Linked DNA regions of Sus scrofa: region 2 is linked to region 1. A link is a contact called in public HiChIP or PLAC-seq data. All regions are on one chromosome and are shown on one strand. Each heading gives the region's core, a stretch centred on a gene start, on an enhancer-like site or on the middle of the called end of the contact. The rest is flanking DNA. Distances are from core to core; before and after follow the strand shown. Region 1 holds the start of TTLL3 (tubulin monoglycylase TTLL3). Region 2 holds the start of VHL (von Hippel-Lindau disease tumor suppressor).

The links. HiChIP or PLAC-seq counts read pairs in DNA pulled down with a chosen protein or histone mark.
Region 2: an H3K27ac HiChIP or PLAC-seq map of alveolar macrophages shows a contact between it and region 1. The contact joins the promoter of VHL here to the promoter of TTLL3 in region 1. A contact is called at or near these places in 1 of 47 Hi-C or Micro-C datasets (embryonic fibroblasts) and 1 of 2 datasets of contacts at active chromatin or transcription factors (alveolar macrophages).

What each region holds. Positions count from the first base shown.
Region 1 is chr13:66,091,250-66,096,718 of Sscrofa11.1, forward strand. TTLL3 (tubulin monoglycylase TTLL3) reads left to right here and starts at 2,820. Exons shown (of 11, transcript XM_021069309.1): 1 at 2,820-4,973; 2 at 5,144-5,235. The coding sequence starts at 4,469. It overlaps ARPC4 (actin related protein 2/3 complex subunit 4), which reads left to right. Exons shown (of 7, transcript NM_001206535.1): 7 at 1,038-2,731. The coding sequence ends at 1,043.
Region 2 is chr13:66,332,392-66,337,860 of Sscrofa11.1, forward strand. It overlaps VHL (von Hippel-Lindau disease tumor suppressor), which reads left to right and starts at 2,144. Exons shown (of 3, transcript XM_003483214.4): 1 at 2,144-2,497; 2 at 5,344-5,466. The coding sequence starts at 2,200.

The DNA.
Region 1 (5,469 bases), core at 1,570-4,069:
TCTAAGCTAGTGCCATGGCATCTGTCAGGGTTGACAACCTCTGATCATGAAAGGGTCGAATTGGTAATACACATGAGTGAGGAGAACCCTGTGGGGACCTGCTGAGCATATGCCTCACCCAAACAGAATCACCAGCACACAGCTCCAGCCCTTTGTGACTTCATCAAAAGAATTTCAAAATCTGGATCTGTATGCAGTGACTTCTCTGTTTTCAAGGTTGGACATGGATTGATACTCTTTTTTTGCGCCTGTGGCATATGGAGGTTCCCAGGGTAGGGGTCTAATCAAAACTATACCTGCCAGCCTATACCACAGCCACAGCAACGCCAGATCCCAGCCACGTCTGCGACCTACACCACAGCCCACAGCAATGCTGGATCCTTAACCCACTGACTGAGTGAGTAAGGCCAGGGATTGAACCAGCAACCTCATGGTTCCTAGTCGGATTCATCTCTGCTGAGCCACGACAGGAACTCCTGCTTGATAGTCTTTTGAACACTGTGGGCCAAATAGCGCTCATTTTTGGGCCATAGCCTCTGGTCTGTAAAATGTCCAGGGCTGGTCTAGGCACTGTGGGGGATACTTGAGGGCAGAAAACATTTCAAAGTCTTGTCCTGCTTGGAGGACCACCCAGAGCTTGACACAGAGTACCAGATCCTGGGTCCCTCTGCCCTTGACTTACATCCTCAAATGCATGTGAGCCCTCCAGCTCTAGAAGACTACCTCAGTTCTCCAAGCAAGGCACCGTGACAGGGCTTTTTGGCAGTCTCCATGGCATAGCCAAGGGGAGCTGTGGAAAAAGCCCATGTCACCCTTAATTTTTCTGCCTTGTCTAGTGCTAGGTTTTAGGGCCACTGCCTCAAAGGTCACTGCTGAATGCTGGCTGAATGAGGGTGTGCCCACAGAGTCTCCTGGGACCCAACTCCCTCCCACCCTGCAGAGATCTGAGCACAATGGCAGCTCGCCCACCTACCCACAGCAGACCTGCCAGGATACAATAATAACCACCATTCACCTCCTCTTTATTCTCTTGACAGTTCTAAACCATCTGGCTGGATTTTGTGGCCTTCCCCCTCAAGCTCCCTGTGTCTGCGAAGGCGTCCTGGAGTTACTCCCCAGAGCGGCGGTGGCAGCAGCAGTGGAGGGGAGCTGGGTTGGGGTGGGCGTTAGATGCGGGAGGGGGGTGGTATGCTTGCTAGCTGGGCAACAAAGCAGTGGACCTGCCCCAAGGCCATGTGTGCCTGGTCAGGCTGGCTTCTGATGTTCTGTCCCCTGGGCTGGGACAGGTTTTTTTTTTTTTTTAAGTCTTGAAACTTAAACTCTGTGCTTGTAGGAGACTGTAACCTTTTGTCTTTTTTTTTTTTTTTTTTTTTAAACAAACAACCTCCACCTCCAGTGGCTGTGACTGGTCCCAGTGATTGTACCTTATTGGTCGCTGTGGGTCTGGGCGGGCCTGGAGCCAGAAGGCGACTACTGTTCCTCGCCAGAGCCACCCCAGGTGGGGAGGGAGGGAGGTTTCAGACTCCACTTCCTCTCCCTCATCCTCTTATTCTGTGGATCCAGTAGAAGCGGTGGGGGCCCTCTGCCAGCTTCCTGAGCTCTGCCTGAAGATGGCCATCCAGCACTGGTTGGGGCCAAGGGCTGCACTGGTGGCCACCAGCCATGCCTAGGAGCTAGGGCCTGGAAGCTAGGCAACCTCTGGCCACAGGGGCCACTTCTTGCCCTCCCAGCTGAGAGGGGCTGCTGTTTTGCCTTGTCTGTCAGTGCAGTGCCTGTGCTAGAGGTAGAGAGGTGAGTTCTCTGGGGCTTCCAGCTGGGCCCTCCGCCTGCTGTGGCTCCTCTGCTCCCTCGCTCACTGTACCTTTTCTTATTCTGGTGGATCCTCCCTCCCCTAATTAAAGTCTCTTCTTGCCCCTCTGGGGCTGCATGAGGTCTGTGCTCTGTGTGTATATGTGAAAGGAGAGCTGGTAGGACTCGCTCTTCTACAAAACCATGTGGCTGGCATTCGGGGTCCCCACCACAGCTGTCTGATTGGCCCTTGACATTAACCTTGCCAAGGGCCCTAACCCAAGAGACCTGTATTGCAGTCCAGGCTCCTCCTGTTGCTGAAACTACGCTCTCTGCTTGTGTAGAGCTTTGGTTCTTTTCACATAAGAGATGAGCTCATTTGGAGTTCCTGCGTGGCTCAGTGGTTAATGAATCTGACTAGGAACCATGAGGTTGCGGGTTCGATCCCTGGCCTCACTCAGTGGGTTAAGGATCCGTCATTGCCATGAGCTGTGGTGTAGGTTTCAGATGAGGCTCAGATCCCACGTTGCTGTGGCTCTGGCATAGGCTGGTGGCTCAGCTCCAATTAGACCCCTGGCCTGGGAACCTCCATATGGCACAGGTGCAGCCCTAGAAAAGACCCCCCCAAAAAGTTTGAAATTCAATTCCTCAGTCCCACTAGTGTTCCATAGCTACTGGTGGGTAATGCCTCCCCTGTGACCCAGTAGATAGAACATTTCCCTTATCGTAGCAAGTTCTAGTAGACAGCACTAAATCTTAGTGACATCTTCAAGTAAAAGAAAAAAACTCCAAAACCAAAACACTGTTTGAGTCCTGATTCTTGCTGCTGAATTTAAGCAGGTTATTTATATTGTCTCAGTTTTTTAATCTCTAAATGGAGATAATGTAAATTTAACATAGTACCTGCCATATAGGTACTGAATAAACAACTGATCTTTCCACCAGCCCAGTATTCAAGCTGTTTGGTAACTTCCATTGCGCTAGGCATTGGGGGGGGGGGTGACATTATCCCTGTCTTGGGAGGGGACAATACAAAGGCTGGGTGTGTAAATAGCTGCACTGAAGTGTTTCATAATCACTAATGTAAGCCTTTGGGTGCCAAGAAAGGGTGTATTTATGGAAAAGGAAGTTGGGGAGAGGTTCAGAGGGTTGGCTTTTGAGCTGAGCTTTCAAAAGTTTCTTGCTTTAGGCCAAAAGGTCTCTTGGAACAGGACAAGGTGATGTTAAAAGGAGGAGGGGCTGTGGGTGGGGGCAGCTTGAAAGCTATTATCCCCTTTATGACATTGCCTCAGGCACATGGCTATTTCCTAGTTTCCAGCGAATGTAAAGGAGCTCACAGTGAAGCTGGATGTCCACTAGAATTTGGCAGTGGCTCACTCCACCCTCACTGGACAGCACTGCCTGTGTGAGCCAGAACTCTGATTTGTCACAGGTCTATCTCCCAAGGTTTAGAGCCCATAAAACCAAATCTACCAGTTGATGAGTACTGACTGGATGGTTGCCAATCAGCTAACCCTCTCCTGAGGACATGCCTTTTGGAAAGCCCAGTCACCAGCCAAAGGTTTGGAAAGGGTGATCTCAGTGGTAGATGTTGGCTGGACAGCTGAGCAGATGGCCCATCTTTGCTGTATGAGCAGATGTACAGTGACCAAACAAAGCTGGATTCTTAGATGCTGCTAGAGTTGCCCTCTCAAACTGTCCATTTGGTATTTACATGACCAATAGACAACAGTTCTGAGTGACAATGTGGACTTGTGTTTAATACTGTTTAAGTGTGGAGCTTTGGAGTTGGACCTGGGGTCCAGTGCTGCCTCTGCCGTGTGATTTAAGGCAAATGATTTAACGTCTTAGTGCCATATTTATCTCACCTGTGAGATTTGAGGGTAACACTTTCCTAGTATCTCCAAAAAGATTTCTTACAGTTTTGTCTTGAGGGCTGTTGCATGACTTCTATTTTTTTCTGCAGGTGACTCAAATGATGATTTTTTTTTTTCTATTTCCAAGTTATTTGTGGGGGTAAGGGGGTGCATTATGCACTTGACTGCCCTGGCTTTTAAATCTACCCTATAAGGACCTTACCCTAACCCCATCTGCCAGGCCCTGAAGATTTGATCCCCTGTCACCAGGCTACTGGCTTCCTTTTGGTTCCCCAGAAAGGTTTTTACCTTCTTCAGTGCTGTTGCTGAGACTTTTCTCTCCTTGGAATGCTGTACCTCCCCTGGCCTACTCCTTGCTACCTTTGCATTCAGTAGGCCTCAGCTAAATGGCATCTCTTTAGAAAAGACAACCTTGAGCACCTTATCCAAAGTATGCCCCCTTCCTGGTTTCAGTTGATTGTTTGTTCATTGCTCTCACATACCTTACAGCTATTTTATTCCTTTGTTGCTTGCTTCTTGTTTGTTTTCCCTCCACTGGGCTGTAGGCTCCGGGACCATGTCTAGCTCGTTCTTCCGGCCCCCAGCATCTAACCCATCGCCTAGCACAAGGTCCTCTGTGAATACTGTGTAATGAGTGAAGCCCCAGGAAGCGCTCCGTAAAGAATCAGGGCACTGTTAGGCCGGTGCTTTGTGCTTACAACTTCAGCGCCCCGTTTATTAACGGTGTGGAGCAGGTGGGGCCTGGTGTTCAGACCTCTGGAAGGAGCCCCCAACCAGTCACCGGAAGCCCGATTGTGTCAGGAATGGTTTCCAAGACAACAAAAAACAGAGGGCGGGGCCTCAAAGAGGGCCCCTCTTGGGCCCTCCCGCGAGAGGCAGCAGAGCGCCTACGGGAGGCGGGCTCGGGTCCGGGGAAAGCGCGTGCGCACGGCAAGCGGCGCATGCAGGTCTCCGGCGCCACGCAGCTCCTGAGCACGGGGGAGCCGGGGGCCACGCACCTGGGCTTCACCGCCTGCTACGGCCGGGATAGGGGCCCGGTGGGCAGCTGGCCGCGCAGGCCGCAGCCACCCGAGTCCCGCACCAGTTCTCCCGCCTCATGGCCCTGGTCCCGCCACTCCGAACTCCGACTTCCCGAAGAGGCTGCCGCAGGCTGCCAAAGCTGGGAGGGCAGCCTAGCCCTGGCGCGCCTCCTAGGTTGCGCCCTCGAGTCCTCCCCAGACCGCAGCCACGCCCAGGGCGCCGCGGAACCCCGCCCCCGCGGCCCTTCTCCCACCAAGACCCAGGAGGACGCCACGCCGCCGCCGGACGGTGAGGGCCCCTTGCGGCCCGCCACTCCTGGCCCGAGGCAGGCGGCTAGGACCTGGAGATTTGGGGCCGATATTGGAGTCCGGAGAAGAGCGGTAGAGGATGGGCATCCAGATGATGGGTAGAGAGAGAGAAGGGGTGCTGCCCCACCCCGACTCCGCATCTTTCTGCAGGTTCTCTTGTCCTTTGGCGAGGATTCTCCAAGGCGTCTCAATACATGGGCCGGCTCAGAAATGCCAAGATCCACGTGGAGAGAGCTGTCAAGGTCGGAGAGGGTTGCGGGTCGGGGGTTCTAGAAAGGACCCTGAAAGCGTCTGAGCCTCCCTGCACTATTTGCTCCCATCCTTAGAAAACAAACAAGAAAACAAAAACCTTGATCCCACACCCATCTTCAGATACCTCCCTATTTTCTTTTCGCCTTCTTTCTTTCCTTTTTTTTCTTTCTTTCTTATGGTCTTTTTAGGGCCACAATCGTGGCATATGGAGCTTCCCAGGCTAG
Region 2 (5,469 bases), core at 894-3,393, 240 kb after region 1:
GTATCCATGAGGATATGGGTTCAATCCCTGGCCTCACTCATTGGGTTAAGGATCTGGCGTTACCATGAGCCGTGGTGTAGGTCGTAGACACGGCTCGAATCTGGCATTGCTCTGGATGTGGTGTAGGCCTCAGCTACAGCTCCGAATCAACCCCTAGCCTGGGAACTTCCATATGACACAGGTGTGGCTCTAAAAAGAAAAAAAAAAATCAATGAGAAACAAACTGGGTTGGGGAATCAGTGCCTACTGTGGGGTCTGCCCAGTCTCCTCATGGGCCTTGGCCCTGATCTGACACACAGGCTGGGTATTTGTACGATGGGAATTGGGAAGGCAAAACTCAGTTTTTATTCAAAGTACATCTCAGCCATTAACCCCTCTGGGGAAGATCTACCTAATTCTTTTCAGCTCAGCTAGTCACCTTCCACCTGTTCTTTTATAGCTATTAATAAAACATGTTCTACATCTATACTTCAATAAAAAAATTAAAAACAATCTACATGTCCTATACTTTCCCAGGAGCCCAGCAGATTTTGAGGGTAGAGACAGTACTTTACTCCTCTTTATGAATAGTAACTGCCACTTTTTGCTGCTTGCTTTGGGCTAGGCATTGAATACTTCCACTTAGTTCATACTTATAGGACATAGGTACTTCTTAAAAATGCCAATTTCAAATATGAATAATTAAAGTCTCAGAGAATTAAGGAGTTTTGCCCAAGATTGAAGTAAGAGTTTTAAGTAAGGGACACCCCCCACACACACCCCTGCCTTTTCACCTATGCTGGCCTCATACCATCCTTCTTGTAATTCTGTAGCAACTTCATGCCCTATGTCCAAGCTAGCAGCCCTGCTAATAGTGAGTGATCCAAGCATTGCTTATCAGTTTTGCTTCTGCAACCTTGCTTGCTCAGTTTCTTAGGCAGGAACACTGTCTGCTAGGGGAAAGGGGAGGTCCCTGGCTGCTTACATGGAAAGAACAAGACGCTGTATTGTATAAAAGCTGCTGAGACCAAAGACCTGGTGCTCAGACTCTGGAGCCTGAGCTCCTCTGAGCCTGCACAGGGGCTGAATAAACCCTTCTTTTGTCTGCATCTCCAAGTGCCCTTTGTCTCCTTCCGCTGCCAGGGTTTCTGCAATAAGATCACATACTTGAAGCTAAACCTGGAATGAGAACCCAGGTGGGTACGAATTACAGAGTGCAGAGACTGAACTATGAAAATGATTCCCTTTTCAGTTTCCTTTAATCTTTCTAATTATGTCCAGAAAAAAATTGACTTAACAACTAAACACTCAGTATCTAACATCTAACGCCTGGCTGTTTAAGAAGAGTGCAGGCTCAGCGCCTTTACGTTTGTTTAATAGATAAAACCCGGTAACTTGTTTTGAGATTAGTTCCACTGTACCCTTCTATAGTAAATGAATTTCCATTGACTGTAGTGATATTAAATTCCTTTTTGAAGTTCCCACTGTGACCTAACAGGATTGGCAGCATCTCTGAAGCGCCAGGACACAGGTTTGTGGGTTAAAGGATCCAGCGTCGCTGCACCCGCAGTATAGGTCGCAATTGCAGCTCAGATCTGATCTCTGGCCCAGGAACTGCATGCCCAGGTGGCGAAAAAAAAAAAAAAAAAAAATTCCTAAACATGTTTAATTGCTTGCGTATGTGTAGAACAACTTGGAAGGGAAGAACAAAAAAACTGATGATATTTGTTGCCTCCAGGGACCTCTAGGCGGCTGGGGGAAGTGGGATGATAGCTAAATTTTCACTTTATTCTACTTTTCTGTGCAAAATTCGAATTTTGTGACCCAAAATGGAGACAAAAGAGAAAAATGATCAATGAGAAAATTATTAAACAGCGCAGATGTTGGGCAGGATATAACAAAAACCACGAAGGTCTTAAGAGAATGAATGGAGCTAAAGAACGCTGTGCCAAAAACGTATGGGTCGCACATGAATCCAACTTATACGGGAAACCGGGCATCCGGATAGCCAGTGATAGCCTCGGCCTCAGCAAGGTCTCGGCCCCTGCTTAGAGGATGCACCTGCGCATGCGCGCAGCCTCAAACCAGCCATCTTAGGGGGTGTAGCCCACCCTCTCCATCGAGCGCGCGCGAAAACAGCGCGCAGGCCCGGGGACGCGCACGCACGCCCCGCCCCCGCCCCGCCCGGCGAGGCCCGGGTAGTCCAGGCTGTCCGACGTAATGCCCCGGAAGGCTGGGAAGGCGGGGAACGCGGAAGAGGCCCGGGCCGGCGCGGAGGAGGCGGGCGCCGAGTCTGGCACGGAAGAGTCTGACTCCAAAGAGCTGGGCGCCAAGGAGATGGAGGCCGGGCGGTCCCGGCCTGTGCTGCGCTCGGTGAATTCGCGGGAGCCGTCCCAGGTCATCTTCTGCAACCGCAGCCCGCGCGTCGTGCTGCCCGTGTGGCTCAACTTCGACGGCGAGCCGCAGCCCTACCCGACGCTCCCCCCCGGCACGGGCCGCCGCATCCACAGTTACCGAGGTAGGTTGGCCGGGGTCGTCCTGTCGCGCCGGGCCGCGCCGCCGCTTTGTCCCCGTGGGCAGCGAGCGCCTGCCGTCGCCCGTGCTGAGCTGCGCCCAGTGCTCCAGGCCTGATAACAACGGCAACCAACGGTGGCACGTCTCACCGAGTCCCCTCCCGATCCGGGAAGGCAGATGCTATTGTCGTTAGTATTCCCATTTTACCCTTGAGTAACTGAGGCCCCAGAGAGGTTGACGCTGCCAGTACGTGACAGCCCATTGTTCTAAAACTGAATAATTTGCATTTGATGATGGCCACATGTGTATTCCATCCCTGACGCCCATTTGTTCTGTATGTGAAGGGGAGAATCTCATATCCTCTGATGTGCCCAGTGGGCCAGCTCCGCCTCAGATCCCTGCGTTCATGAAGTACATGGTCCAGTGCAGTAGACGAGACAAATGCATAAATAGATAAGAACTAGCCAGTGTCCTAAGTGTTGTGGTTGGAGCAGAGTTCGGCGGGGCACCAGCTCAGAGAAAGGGAGGGGTGTGCGCTTTCGGAGAAGAAAGAGAATTCTGCAGGGTTTGAATGGGATCTAACCAACCGGGTTAGGAGGTGAGAGTAATAGGCAGAGTGAACCTACCACCTGGGGTCTTGGGGAGAGGAGAGGGTATGGAATGGTGGGAGAGGAAGCCTGAAAGTTTACTTTATCCCTGAGAAATGGGGCCATTGAAAGTTTTAAGCAGGGAATGGCGTTGCCAGACATAACACTGAAAAGCTTACCAGGTGGCAAAGTGGTTTGGAGGGGAAAGACTACTGGTAAAGGTTAAGAAACTGTCCTAGTAACCCAGGTGGGGGATATCTAGGCTTTACTGCCCAAGGAGGCAGTCATCTTCCTTGGCTTTCAAGAAGAGAAGTTAATACTTGCTTAATTTTCACTACCTTCCTTGCAAGATTTTTTTTTTTTTTTTTTTTTTTGGTCTTTTTAGGGTCGCACCCGAGGCATATGGAGGTTCTCAGGCTGGGGGTCCAATTGGAGCTGTAGCCACCTGCCTGCACCACACCCACAGCAATTCGGGATCTGAGCTGCCTCTGCAACCTACACCACAGGTCCCGGCAACACTGGATTCTTAACCCACTGAGCGAGGCCAGGGATCGAACCTGCAACCTCGTGGTTCCCAGTCGGATTCATTAACCACTGCACCACAACCGGGAACTCCAGGTCTGATTTGTTTCTGCTGAGCCACTACGGGAACTCCCCTTGCAGGATCTCCATGGATCTTTTTTTCCTTGAGGGTGGTGTACTTAGTAATGCTCTTTAAACTTTTACATCAAAGTTCCCTTAATATCAAATGAGGAAGAGCACAGTTGTGCCAGGCATCAACATTTCTGTAGTCTCCTATTTTTTCTAGGAAATTTTGTGGATTTTGCATCCTTCTCCAAAATTTATTTGTTCCTGATTTAATATAAACATTTCAAAAAAATTACTTCCCGTGCAGACGTACTTAATGTTACTAAACTATACACTTAAGATGGTTAAAATAGTTTTATATTATGTGTATTTTAGTTCAATAAAAAAAATAACTTCCCACTTTACATTTCTTAAATTTTCCCACCAAATCTTCAAGCAAGTTTGTGCCCTAGAAACACATACTGTTTTTATTCTGAGACAAACTCCTCCCTCCTTAAACTGACTCTTAGTCCTGGGGATTTGTCTCCTTTCACTCTCCTTTTTTTTTTGTCTTGTTAGGGCTGCACCCAAGCAAATGGAGGTTCCCAGGCTAGGGGGTCAAATCAGGGCTATAGCTGCCAGCCTACACCACAGCCACAGCAATGCAGGATCTGAACCGTATCTGGGACCTAAACCACAGCTCATGGCAACACCAGATCCTTAACCCAGGGATCGAATCTGCATCCTCATGGATACTGGTTGGGTTTGTTAACCACTCAGCCATGATGGGAACAACTCCTTTTTTTTTTTTTTTTTTTGTTTAAGATGTATTTGTTTTGGGAGTTCCCATTGTGGCTCAGCGGTAATGAACCTGACTAGTATCCATGAAGATGTGGGTTCGATCCCTGGCCCTGTTCAGTGGGTTAAGGATCTGGTGTTGCCATGAGCTGTGGTGTAGGTCGCAGACACAGCTTTGATCCTGAGTTGCTGTGGCATAGGCTGGCAGTTGCAGCTCTGATTTGACCCCTAGCCTGGAACTTCCATATGCCGCTGCAGCCCTTAAAAAAAAAAAAAAGATATATTTGTTTTGTTTCTTAAATTCAGGTGTAATTTACATATAGTAAAATACACAGATCTTAGGGTTTGATGGGTTTTGACAACACCTAGATCAAGTTACAGAATAGAATCTTTCCACCATCCCAGAAAGTTCCCTCCTGCCCCTTTACACTCTTCTGATTTTTCACACCATTGACTAGTTTGATCTCTTCCTGCAGAATGTGTCCTATTCTGTCTGGCTTTTTTCTCTCAACCTCATGTTTTTGTACCTTCCTGTTCTTGAGAAGCACAGATCTGAGGAGTTGATGACCTTTTCTCTGCTTTTAGTTTGCGGCATTGGTGTGATTTGCAGTTCACAGGCTGTGCTTTTGCCCCATGGTAGCAGAAAGGGTGCGGGTTTTGGAGACTTAAGTATTTGATCTTCTGCTTACTGTCCTTTTGTCTTGAGGGAGTCACCTTGCTTTCTCAGACCTTTTTTCCTCATCTGTAACTGGGTCTGTTGTGAGGATTGAGTAAGATAACATTATTGGAAGGGCTAGGTATAGAATTTAAGCAGAACGAGAGGCAAATATTTCAGTGTTAATCTGGGGGAGATGAAGGAAATAGGTGCGTGGCTATATAACCTCGCTTGTCTTAACAGGTCACCTTTGGCTCTTCCGAGATGCTGGGACATCCGATGGGCTTCTAGTTAACCAAACTGAACTATTTGTGCCATCTCTCAATGTTGATGGACAGCCGATTTTTGCCAATATCACACTACCAGGTA